Regions from separate parts of the Mus musculus genome. Here regions 1 and 2 are each linked to region 3. A link is a contact called in public Hi-C and promoter capture Hi-C data. All regions are on one chromosome and are shown on one strand. The core of a region is the stretch at or near the end of the contact, and the rest is flanking DNA. Distances in the headings are between cores, read along the strand shown. Region 1 holds the start of Sptbn2 (spectrin beta, non-erythrocytic 2). Region 2 holds the start of Map4k2 (mitogen-activated protein kinase kinase kinase kinase 2). Region 3 holds the start of Rnaseh2c (ribonuclease H2, subunit C).

The links. Promoter capture Hi-C pulls out the DNA fragments that hold promoters and counts their contacts. A called contact is a pair of places that touch in the nucleus more often than the background predicts.
Region 1: a contact with region 3 is called in a promoter capture Hi-C map of liver, with 2.5 times the contacts expected there. The contact joins the promoter of Sptbn2 here to the promoter of Rnaseh2c in region 3. A contact is called at or near these places in 2 of 39 promoter capture datasets (both in liver) and 1 of 115 datasets of contacts at active chromatin or transcription factors (pancreatic cancer cells).
Region 2: a contact with region 3 is called in a Hi-C map of B cells, with 12 read pairs. The contact joins the promoter of Map4k2 here to the promoter of Rnaseh2c in region 3. A contact is called at or near these places in 6 of 39 promoter capture datasets (cranial neural crest, erythroid cells, hippocampal neurons and 2 more), 2 of 484 Hi-C or Micro-C datasets (B cells and CD8 T cells), 6 of 115 datasets of contacts at active chromatin or transcription factors (astrocytes, bone marrow-derived macrophages, embryonic forebrain and 3 more) and 3 of 9 other capture datasets (adipose tissue, liver and macrophages).

What each region holds. Positions count from the first base shown.
Region 1 is chr19:4,709,785-4,713,294 of GRCm38.p6, reverse strand. Sptbn2 (spectrin beta, non-erythrocytic 2) reads right to left here and starts at 2,087. Exons shown (of 37, transcript NM_021287.2): 1 at 1,651-2,087.
Region 2 is chr19:6,339,306-6,342,824 of GRCm38.p6, reverse strand. It overlaps Map4k2 (mitogen-activated protein kinase kinase kinase kinase 2), which reads right to left and starts at 1,665. Exons shown (of 32, transcript NM_009006.3): 1 at 1,480-1,665; 2 at 1,309-1,366; 3 at 991-1,081; 4 at 858-922; 5 at 515-570; 6 at 168-215; 7 at 39-81. The coding sequence starts at 1,575. Men1 (multiple endocrine neoplasia 1) reads right to left here. Exons shown (of 10, transcript NM_001168489.1): 9 at 3,322-3,486; 10 at 1,931-3,138. The coding sequence ends at 2,653.
Region 3 is chr19:5,600,283-5,603,415 of GRCm38.p6, reverse strand. It overlaps Rnaseh2c (ribonuclease H2, subunit C), which reads right to left and starts at 1,543. Exons shown (of 4, transcript NM_026616.2): 1 at 1,336-1,543; 2 at 1,042-1,223; 3 at 847-966; 4 at 457-592. The coding sequence starts at 1,507. The coding sequence ends at 566. It overlaps Kat5 (K(lysine) acetyltransferase 5), which reads left to right. Exons shown (of 14, transcript NM_178637.2): 14 at 1-402.

The DNA of each region.
Region 1 (3,510 bases), core at 838-3,337, 890 kb after region 3:
ACCCCCTCCCTCCATCCTGTGCTCCTCTCAACATGCCGAGAGGGCTGCCCGGTGCTCAAGCTGAGATGTACACGTACACATATGAAACTCACTCTTCTCTCCTCACCTTAAAGAGAAACTGGGTAGCGGATATCTACTGACAATACCTACAAACACAGGCTCTTAAAATTGGAATTGTAATGGGGGAAGACAGCTGAGAAACAGCCCACGGAGAAATCAAACCTGCATCTCAGACAAGCATGCAGTGTCATGCATGGGCTCCTGGGGTGCAGGAGGCTGGAGCCAAAGTAGATGGTGTTTATGGAATGTGGAGCTAGAATTGGAACCCCAGTCAGGCAGCCTTGCTGGGTAGTTGTGTGACAGGCAGAATCCACAGGCCTGTAAATGTACAGGGGCTCCAGAAACACCTTACACAACACTTCCTCACTGCCCGAAGAGGTTTTATCCTCTCAAGCAGCTACAGCCATTTCCACCAACCGTGTCCACTTCTCTTATCAATGAGAGCCCTAAAAGGAAGCATGGAGCTATAGCTACCACAGTGGGGAGGAAAAGCCCACGCAGCACCATAGCCAACAAGCTGCGGAGCTAGATGAAGCTGGGTATTCACAGGCCCCAGGCAGACCTAGTGCGTCCCCAGTCCCACTACCAGCACTGGCCGGTCCGCCGCAGGAACCGACGCACCGCTAAAAACATGCGCTGCCAGAAGCGCTCCGAGCCCAGGCGACCCCGATCCATCAGCGCGTCTGTCAGCCCAACTCTTCCAGACTCTTCTCTGCGCTCCATAGAGGTCCGCGTGCCCCAAGCCTCGGCCCCCAGAATCTTCACAGCGATACCTGGGTGTCCCGCACAGGACCCGGGAACTCGGCGTCGCATCCTCCCTCCTGAGCTCCCCAGGACCGACCCCGCCGCCTGCACGCGGCCGCACAAAGCGCGCCTCCTTGCCGGCCGGGACAAAGCGGGCCGGGGCGCCGGCTGCACCTACCTGGGTGCGGAGCGCCTGCCGGGCACGGGGAGCGCGGCTAGTGGGGGCACACTTGTCGCCGCGCCCACAGCCCGGTCGCGAGGGGTGGTTGCGGGAGGTTACTGGCGGCGGTGGCGGGGCGGCCCAGGGCGCACGGCAGGAGGGCGCTGTCACAGGGCGCGAGCGGCGCGGGGGGCGCGCGGGGCCGGCGGCCGCGGGGCGCGTGGCGGCTGCGCGCGGGCGCGAGCGGCGGGACTGCGGCGCCGCGGAAGGAGGACAATAGCCTCCCCCTGCCGCAGGCCGTCGGCTCCCGCGGGAGGCCCGGGACCATCTGGAGCTCGCGGCCCCGCGGGGCTTGGGGCGGGGCGCGAGTCATCCCCCTCCCCACCCGGCGTCATGGCAACCGCGGCCCCTCTAGGTTCCTGCAGTAGTTCTCCGGTAGGGGGTCTCTGACCTTCCCCGGGGCAAACGCAGGACGTTCGCTCCTTCGCCAGTTCCCGACCCCCCACTGTCTTCCGCGTGGATGCCCCGATTGACCCCCACCTTCCGGTCCTCGCCAGCCCCGCGACACCCTTGGGCGTCTGGGTACCACCCACAGTTAACCAGGCTTATTCTTCCCAGTTTGGAATTCCACCTTTGTCTCTGTCGCGCCTTTGCCTGGATGCGCAACCCCTTTAAATGTCACTTACCTCCGAGGTTTCCCCGAGATGCGGCCTCCGTTTCCTTTTCAAAGGTCCCTTTTGGGGCACCTCCAGGCCATCTCGCTTAAGCGTTTCTCTCTGCCTTGCCCCCTTTCTCTCGTCCTCCTTCTGGCAGGTAGGCTGGCCCGCTTTCCAAAAGCATCTCCATGGTGCTCCTGGAGATTCGCCTTCTCACAAATCAGATTCTCGGAACCGTCATCACAGCGGCTCCTCAGCTCCTCTCATTTATCAACCAGGAGAATTCCGGCCTAGTCACTGTCTTAAGGGGGTTGGGGGCAGGGATGGACATTTCTAGTCCTAGCACGGCCGGGTTTCTTCCTGGTTTATTAGCAGCTGAGTGGTCTACGGTTTAATGGCATTAACCAAGGTGAGCTGCTATCTGCCTAGGAGAGGAAGGAAATATGCCCAAATCAGAGCAAATGCACAGAGTGGGTGCTAGCAGTGGGTGCTAAAAGTGCGTTATGTCATGTGACACTCCCACCCCCACTCCAGCTCTGAAAGTACTGTTCCTCCAGATTGGAGAGCTAACTAAGCTCAGGGAGGTACCAGAAGGGAGAAAAAAAAAAAAAAAAAAAAAAAAAGATGGATTTTTGTAGCAAGCCTTTGGGTTCTATACTCCTGAGAAGAGCTAGGCCCTTTCATACACTAGGAATGCCTGAGATGGACAAGAAAGGACCACAAAAAGAATGTTCTTTCAGTGAATTATTGAGCTTAGGGTATTAAAATAGCTTTATCGTTAACTAAATTTTACCATTTTGCTTCTTTCTGGGAAGGTATGCATATCTAAAACAGCTACATGTAATCACACTACTTTTCAGGTATGATTTTCACAGAGTAAGATCACTGTGTTCAATGTAGTTTTAAAAAATCTGTAAAGTAAAACAAAACCTTGCTACCACCACCAAACAGTTGCATTGTTTTATCCATCTGGCCCTGGTTTTCCTCGTGTATAAAGTGGGTTGGGGAGGGACTGGGGAGTTTTGTTAAACTGCTAATCAGATCTGAGATTCTATCATTAAACGGGAATTTAGCCTTCTGTAAACTGTATTTCAGGGTGTTTATGATTTTTAAAAAGTCACTTATGTAGAATGTGCTACGCCTTTAATCCCAGAGTTCAGAAAGAGGCAGAGACAGGCAAATCCTGAGTTCAAAGCCAGCCTGCTCTACATGGGAATTCCAGGCCAGCCAAGAATTTGTAATTACAAACAAAACAAAAAAACTACCTCACTCCATCCAGCAGTGTAAACATGAGCTTCTCCTGACCCCAGAGCCGGAGTAGTCAGGATGTTCAGGACTAGGCCAAGCTGTACATGATAGTCGTCATGGAAACATGGCCAGGAGACATTAAAACTGATGATGAGATGGGAATCAGCTCAGCATCAGGCAAACTGCAAACCTTTCGTTTCTGTGGCTCAGGATTCTGGGAACTGAGGGTCTCAGAGACAGCCTGTTAGGTTGTGGTTAGAGTAGGCAAGGGTGATATTAGGTCTTGTGATTGACCAAAAGAATAGTGTTTTTAAATTAATTCTTCATTCCAGTATTGCACAATCTTTTGAAAAACCTTAAAAGCATTCTAATTTTCACTCTTATTAATAATCAAAATGATATTCAGACACCTAAGTGGAAGTCCAAATTAACCAAGTTAACTTACGGCAGAGACTCCTTATCTTGTGATTCTTAGTCTGTTCAGAGAAAGAGTAGGGCAGAAGAATTAAAAGTATAGATTTGGGGTCTGGGGTAGCCCAGTGGTCGATCAGTGGCCTTGCACAAGGCCTTGAGTTCAATCCCTAGTACCAGGGGCAGCATTGGCCTTGGAGTTGGATGCCCTGAGGTTAATATCTACTTGGG
Region 2 (3,519 bases), core at 416-2,915, 740 kb before region 3:
TCAGTTCTATGGTCCCTGAGTGTCCCCCGGGTACTGACCCAGCTTGACATCACCCTGCAGAGTGAGCAGAAGGTTGGCACCCTGTTGGGGGAACACACAGAAAGGATTGTGTCAGGTGCCTGGCGGCTTCCTCCTCATTTGAACCATGCCCTTGGCTGACCCCCTACCTTAATGTCTCGGTGAATTTTCCCCTGAGAATGCAGGTGGTGGAGCCCCTGGAGACAAACAGAAGTCTCTGAGGACAGCTGCTTTGCACTAATTATCTCTTCTGAGCCCCTCCTCAGGACTGGGCCCCCCACCCAAGCTGCTTCCTCCACCCCTCTCCCCAAGCAGGAAGTGAATGAGCCAAGAGGGAAATAGGCTGCTTCCGGCAACAGAACTGGGGGGCCCCCTCCTGCTAGGACCTCCACCCCCTGAGTCAGCCCATCCCAAGGTCCCAATCTCCCACTGGCCAGATGTGTTGGGCCCACACTCCTGAGGATTCCAAAATGGGTGCTGCCTATGAGCCCCATACCTTCAGTGCCTCCCGGCAAACATAGGCAATCTGCCGTTCTTCCAGGGGCCCAGTGGCTGAAACATACAGAATGGGGGCTGAAGAGAAAGAGCCTGAGGGATATGCTGACCCTCCCTACCCACCCTGCAGAGTGGGGAGCAGCAGGCACCACTACAGCAAAGTGATGTTAGCCAAATTTCTTCCAGACTCAGGCTGGGAAACTGAGCCCAGAGGAGGATAGTATTTCTCTCAAGGTCACACAGCCAGTCAGAAGCTAAGAGGAGTCCAAGTGCAGCCAGAAGGATGCCTTCCTACCCCTATGTTGGGATCGGGAAAGGCCATGTCCATGGAGTCTGGATCTCACCGTGGTAAATCTCCTGCAGTGACCCTCCTCCACAGAACTCCATACAGATCCACAATCGGTCATTCCTGGGGAGACAGAGAGCTGGGGTGGCACAATGCAAGGCACAAGAGGGTAAGAGGATAAACAACCTCACCTGAGGTAGCTGCCGATGTAGGCCACGACATTGGGGTGGCGGCATTCACGAAGGATGGTGATTTCCTGCTGAAGAGAGCTGATGTCGTCCCCTGGGGAGCACAAGGCATTATGGGGGGGGGGGGGGAACGAATAGCCTAGACTCTGTCCCTATGTGCAAAATGAGCATAGAGTATTTCTCTCCTTGCCGAGCAGGTGCCAAACCTTAGTTTCTCCTGGGGTCGGCTTCACGGGGGGGTCTAGAAAATGTTAACTCTCTGCCCCCGCCAGCTCACCCGCCCGCCTCCCAGGAGCACAGAGGCCCCACCCGGGCCCACACCTGGGTCTAGCTTGACGATCTTCACCGCGGCCAGTTCGGACGTGACGGTGTCACGGGCCTAGGGGCGAGAAGCGGGGTGAGGAGGGGGCGGGGCCGGGGTTCCCGCGGCGGGACGTGAAGATGCACCCTCCTCCTGCGCTCCCGCCCGTCCCGCAGCCCCGCTCAGCGCACCTTGTAAACGTCGCCATAGGTCCCGGCCCCCACACGCTGTAGCAGCTCGAAGCGGTCCCGCGGATCCTGCAGCGACACGTCCCGCAACAGCGCCATGGCCCGGCGCCGGACCCGCCGGCGGGCGCAAGCTGCGGAGCCGGCGCGGAGCGGCGCGGGGTGGGGCGGGGCGAAGCGAGCGGGCAGGCAGGGGCAGCGCCGAGACTCGGAGGCCGTAGGGGCGGGGCCAGCCCGGGGCGGGGCCAGCCCGGGGCTGCCCCGCCGCCCGCCTGGCCGAGAGGAGGCGCCCTGGTTGCGCGGGGAAGTCCCAGAAGCAGGGGCGGAGCTTAGGTACCCCTCCCAATTCTCGCCGCGCTACAGGTGCAGAGCATAAAGTTCAAAATCCTAAAACAGCAAAAGCAGATATCCACTCCCGCCCCATCCCCGATTTCTCAGATGAAACACATACATACATCTCTCTTTTTTCTTAACAAAATGCATTTATCTTTCTTGGAACTGAAAAATAAATCTATGTACAAAACAGGAAGAGGCTGGCCCTCCCCCACCCCGTGCAGATTTCCTCCTGGGACCTCAGGGAGGTTCCCAGAGGGCTGGAAGAGGTCCTGCTCTGTTCTTGCGCCAGTTTGGTCAGGAAGGGGGCGAGGCTCAGTATTCACAGATAAGAGTCGGAGCTTCATGTCCTGTACTCAGGGGCTAGGGAGACGAGGAAGATTTCCAAATTCGGGCAGCAATATGTAAGTTCTTTGGGGTAAGGGATTTGGATTCCCAAAGGATGGAACTCTATATAAAGTGCGGAAATCTACCCCTAGGGACTGAATGGTCCTTGGTTTCCAGGTAGCAACTGTGCTCTGGGGCTAAGGTCAATCTAGCCCCCAAGTGGGAGGAATGCCCTACTGTTCAGGCGTGACTTGGGCTCCTGTCATGGTCCACTGAATTTCGGGGGATTGGACCTACAATGAGGTTCCAATTGGCCGGCTGGTGGGGATGACACCTACATTCTAAGAACTGAGCCAGGGCTCTGGGGCCTGAAGAGGGGCTAAATGAAGGCTCCTAGTCACTGCAGGACAGCTCTGGGTCCCCTAGGACTGAGGGCGGAGTCTAGGCTTGAATTAGAGGATGAGGGTGAAGCCTGCTGGGAGTGAGGGCAGGCCTGGGGCCTTGCCACAGAATCAGAGTTCAGAGGCCCTTGCGCTGCCGCTTTAGGAAAGAGAGTGTGTAGTCGCTGGGTGTGGACACTTTCTGTTTCTTCATCTGCACTTGCGACTGTGCCGTGAGTTGCAGCTTGATGGCGCTCGAGTTGATCTTGGTGGCCACCAGTAGCTCCTTCATGCCTTTCATCTTCTCACTCTGGAAAGTGAGCACTGGGCCCTCTGGGGGTGGCGATGCTGCAGGTGCTGGAGCCTGAGCAGCATTGCCGACTTCCTGGCCACCGCGGGTAGTACCTGGGACAGTCCCTGACGTTTTCCTAGGTGGTCCCGACCCTGCACTTTGTCCTGAGCCCGGGCCCTTGTCCAATGCAGGCTTCTTGGGTGGTGGTGGCTCCTCAGGCTTGGACTCTCTTCGGGGACCACGCCGACGGCCTTCTCGGGCTTCATCCCCCCATGGTTCTTCAGCCTCGGCCGCCTCTGCTTCCCGGCTAACTATGTGCACCTTCTGCCGCACCTGAGCAAAAGCGCAAGCCAAGTGAAAGGCTGAGGATCATCCGTGGGACCTCTAGGCTCAGCTCCTGGCCACCCCTCTAGCAGTGTCCTCTCATCTGTACTCATACACATGCAATGTAACCTCACTCCCCTACAACTACTGTCACCACCTGTAGTTCCCATGCCCTGGATAGGCCCCTCTCACCTGTCCCTCGAAGCGGCCTAGGGACTGCACAAGGAAAGTTGCCCAGCCTACGTGCAGTACTGGTGTGGGGCTACCCTCCTCCCATTTGCAGATGCCATCATAAAATCGCAGCAGGTGGGCAAAGCATTCTGGGTCCTGGAGAGCAGAACCTTGGCCCTGGGTGCCCTGGATAAGAGGGAAGGTACAGCAGAGGTCACA
Region 3 (3,133 bases), core at 294-2,793:
CACACTACCCATTGCCATACCACGAGAGCTGGCCGAACCATGGCTAGCACCCTGTCTTGTCCCATTTGAGCTTCGAAGAGGCACGCAAAGTGAGACAGGCCGAAGAACAGACCCAAGAGGAGAAGAGGCCTAGGAGGGGCCCACTAGTGGCCAGTGCCAAGGCAAGCTCAGGTCTAGGCCAACTCCGAGGATAACTGGCTTACTGGCCCAGGTCCGCTCTGAACACGTGGACCAAAGGGATCCAGGCAGCTGTGTACATTAAGATGGGTGGGGAGCATTCTGTACAGGACCGGTGATTGTAAAAATTTCTTTTATAAAGGAGGAGCTGGAGGGTGGGGTGGGCGCTGGTTGCAAAGTTCTGGCCCCTCTTGCCCCCAGAAATAAATTGTTTATATAGGCAGAGCTATCAGGAGTTCTTACCAAACTGGGTGCCATGTAATGGCAGCTTCAGGGTGCTAAGGTGCCCACAGACTCAGGCATTGTGAAGATCTCATTTATTGGGATAGAAACAGTCGCTCCAAGTGGTGAGAAGGGATCTGTGACTGTCATTCTCATGATCTGGTTCTCAGTCCTCAGGGACCTGGGCGTGAATCTGCAACAGGAGTCACTTCTACTTTGTGACTTATAATACACAGCAGTTGGGTGGGGACCCAGCTGCTCAGGGTGATAGCCTCGTCTAAGAGAAAAGTGGGGAATGCCCCCCACCACTGGGAGTTTGGGCCTCCGGAGCCATGATCCCCGTGGTGTTTATTGCCCTAAAGCCCCCAAATCACTAGAGACACTATTCAAATCGGATAGAAGGACTGACCAAGTCTGAGGAGGAAAAGGGCTCCTGAGTATACGTACCGCTGCTGCGAGGCTGGGCCAACCTAGGGCCCTATGCACTTTGGCATCTGGACCCGGGACCGTTTCCAGACCCCACAAGGTGAAATGGCTGAAGCTGCCGGTGGCCCCGATAAGGCGGTCCTGGAAAAGGCCGGGTTGAGACTCGGGACAGCAGCTACTGCCCTCACCCCAAACCTACCATCTCCCTTTGCTCACGAAGTCCCGCTCCAGCGGCTCCTGCGCCTCGTCCGCTTTGTCCTCCGCGTCCCCGGAGAAGTTCAGTTTCCCTATCAACCCCTCTCCCTTCTCCTCCGTCACCATCACGAATCCCGCAAACCCTGGCGGCACAGCTACCTCCTCGCCCCGCAGGCCGCGACCGCGAAACGACGCCTGTAGCCCTGCAGGAGGGACATGCAAAGCCATCAGGCCAGCCTGGCCACGGGAGGATGTACGGGTGGCGTCTGCCGCGGGCCACGAAGCCCGAGAGCCGCGGGGCCTGCTCGGACTCACCGTCTGCATCGTGGCGGACGGCGGGCGTGAAGAAGCGATCTACCGGGGCCGGCCGGCTGACTAGAACGTCGCAGGGCAGGAGGTGCAGCTTAGCCGGTGCGGCACCACGCAGCGAGCCAGGGCGCAGGTGAATACGCTGTTTCCCGTCTGCCGCTTCCTCCGGGTTCTTCATCTCAGAAGCTTGTAAGGTTCAGGCAAAAGCTGGCGGGTGAGGAACGCAGGGCCTGTCGGGAGACCGAGCACACTAGATGCAGAGCCTTATGGGAAACGTAGTCTTTTCTCTGGCTGTTCTCTGTAAGCACCTGCCTTCCTGTGCTCAAGTCTTTATGTGTGATCTCATTCTTGTGCCTCCACTTCCCAGTGCTGGGGTTTAGCTTGCGCCACCGTGCCCACCCAGCCCTAATATTTTTATGGTTTTTGTCGTTTGAAAGCAAGCAAACAACAACAAAAAACTGAACGGATTCCTAGAAGAGTCCTATTTAAATAGGTTGTCTGACAAACTATTTTTGGTGGTGATGAGGATTGGACTCAGGGCCTTGGACATATTAAGCACGTGCTCTAGGACTACCATCCTGTAGGGAAAAAAGGCCAAAGAAAGAACACCCGACCCCTGACTTGACTCTAAAACCAGTGTAAATGTTACAGCTCTGAGGAGAAAGGTATCCTGGCAGTTGGGAGCCAAAAATACTACGAAATCACATCCTACAACAAACCTCACATAAGAGAGTTATTGGAAAAGAGACAGGAGGGAAGGCGGCTGTCTCTGCTCAGAAGCAGCAAAGAACGGAGCAGGAGGGTTTTGGAGATGGGGCAGAACTATCCAGAGTGCTCTGAGAATGGAAGGATTTTGCAACCTGATGTTGGGGCAGCTCAGGGACTGATGCAATCTGTGGCTTCATCTTGGGTGGGTTTTGTTGTTTTGTTTTTTCTTTTCTTTGTTTGTTCGTTTGTTTGAGATAGGGTTTCTCTGTGTAGCCCTGGTTGTCCTGGAACTCACTCTGTAGACCTGGCTGGCCTTGAACTCAGAAATCCGCCTGCCTCTGCCTCTCCTGTGCTGGGATCAAAGGCCTGCGCCACTATGCCTGGCTTGTTTTGTTTTGTTTTGTTTTGTTTTGTTTTGTTTTGTTTTTTCCTTAAGGCAGGGCCTGGTTAATTTCCAGTGGGGCTGGACATAATGATTAGAGAAGTCTTGAGGGCAGGGCCTGGCTGCTCAAACCTCAAGGGAAACACACTGCCCCTGGCCTGTCTCCATGCCTTAAGACTTGGAGATTCCAGCAAATAATATTTCACTGTTGGTCTCCAAGTAATCCTTCCAGCTGCGCTGTATTTCCCACCAGCTCACACTGCACATGCCCCACCAGCTCACACTGCACATGCCCCACCAGCTCACTGCACATGCCCCACCAGCTCACTGCACATGCCCCACCAGCTCACTGCACATGTCCTACCAGCTCACACTGCACATGTCCTACCAGCTCACTGCATATGCCCCACCAGCTCACTGCACATGCCCCACCAGCTCACGCTGCACATGTCCCACCAGCTCACTGCACATGTCCCACCAGCTCACACTGCACATGCCCCACCAGCTCATTGCACATGCCCCACCAGCTCACTGCACATGCCCCACCAGCTCACACTGCACATATTGTACCTCCTTACACCCATTGTCAAGCCATCTCATACGTTCCAGTGGGCTTTCCCAGCCTGAACCACTAATCAATAGCCCGAATAATAGCTCTTAGCTGTACCTTTCAACTATCAAAGGGACTCAGCTGCTCTGACAAGCGTGTGGTCT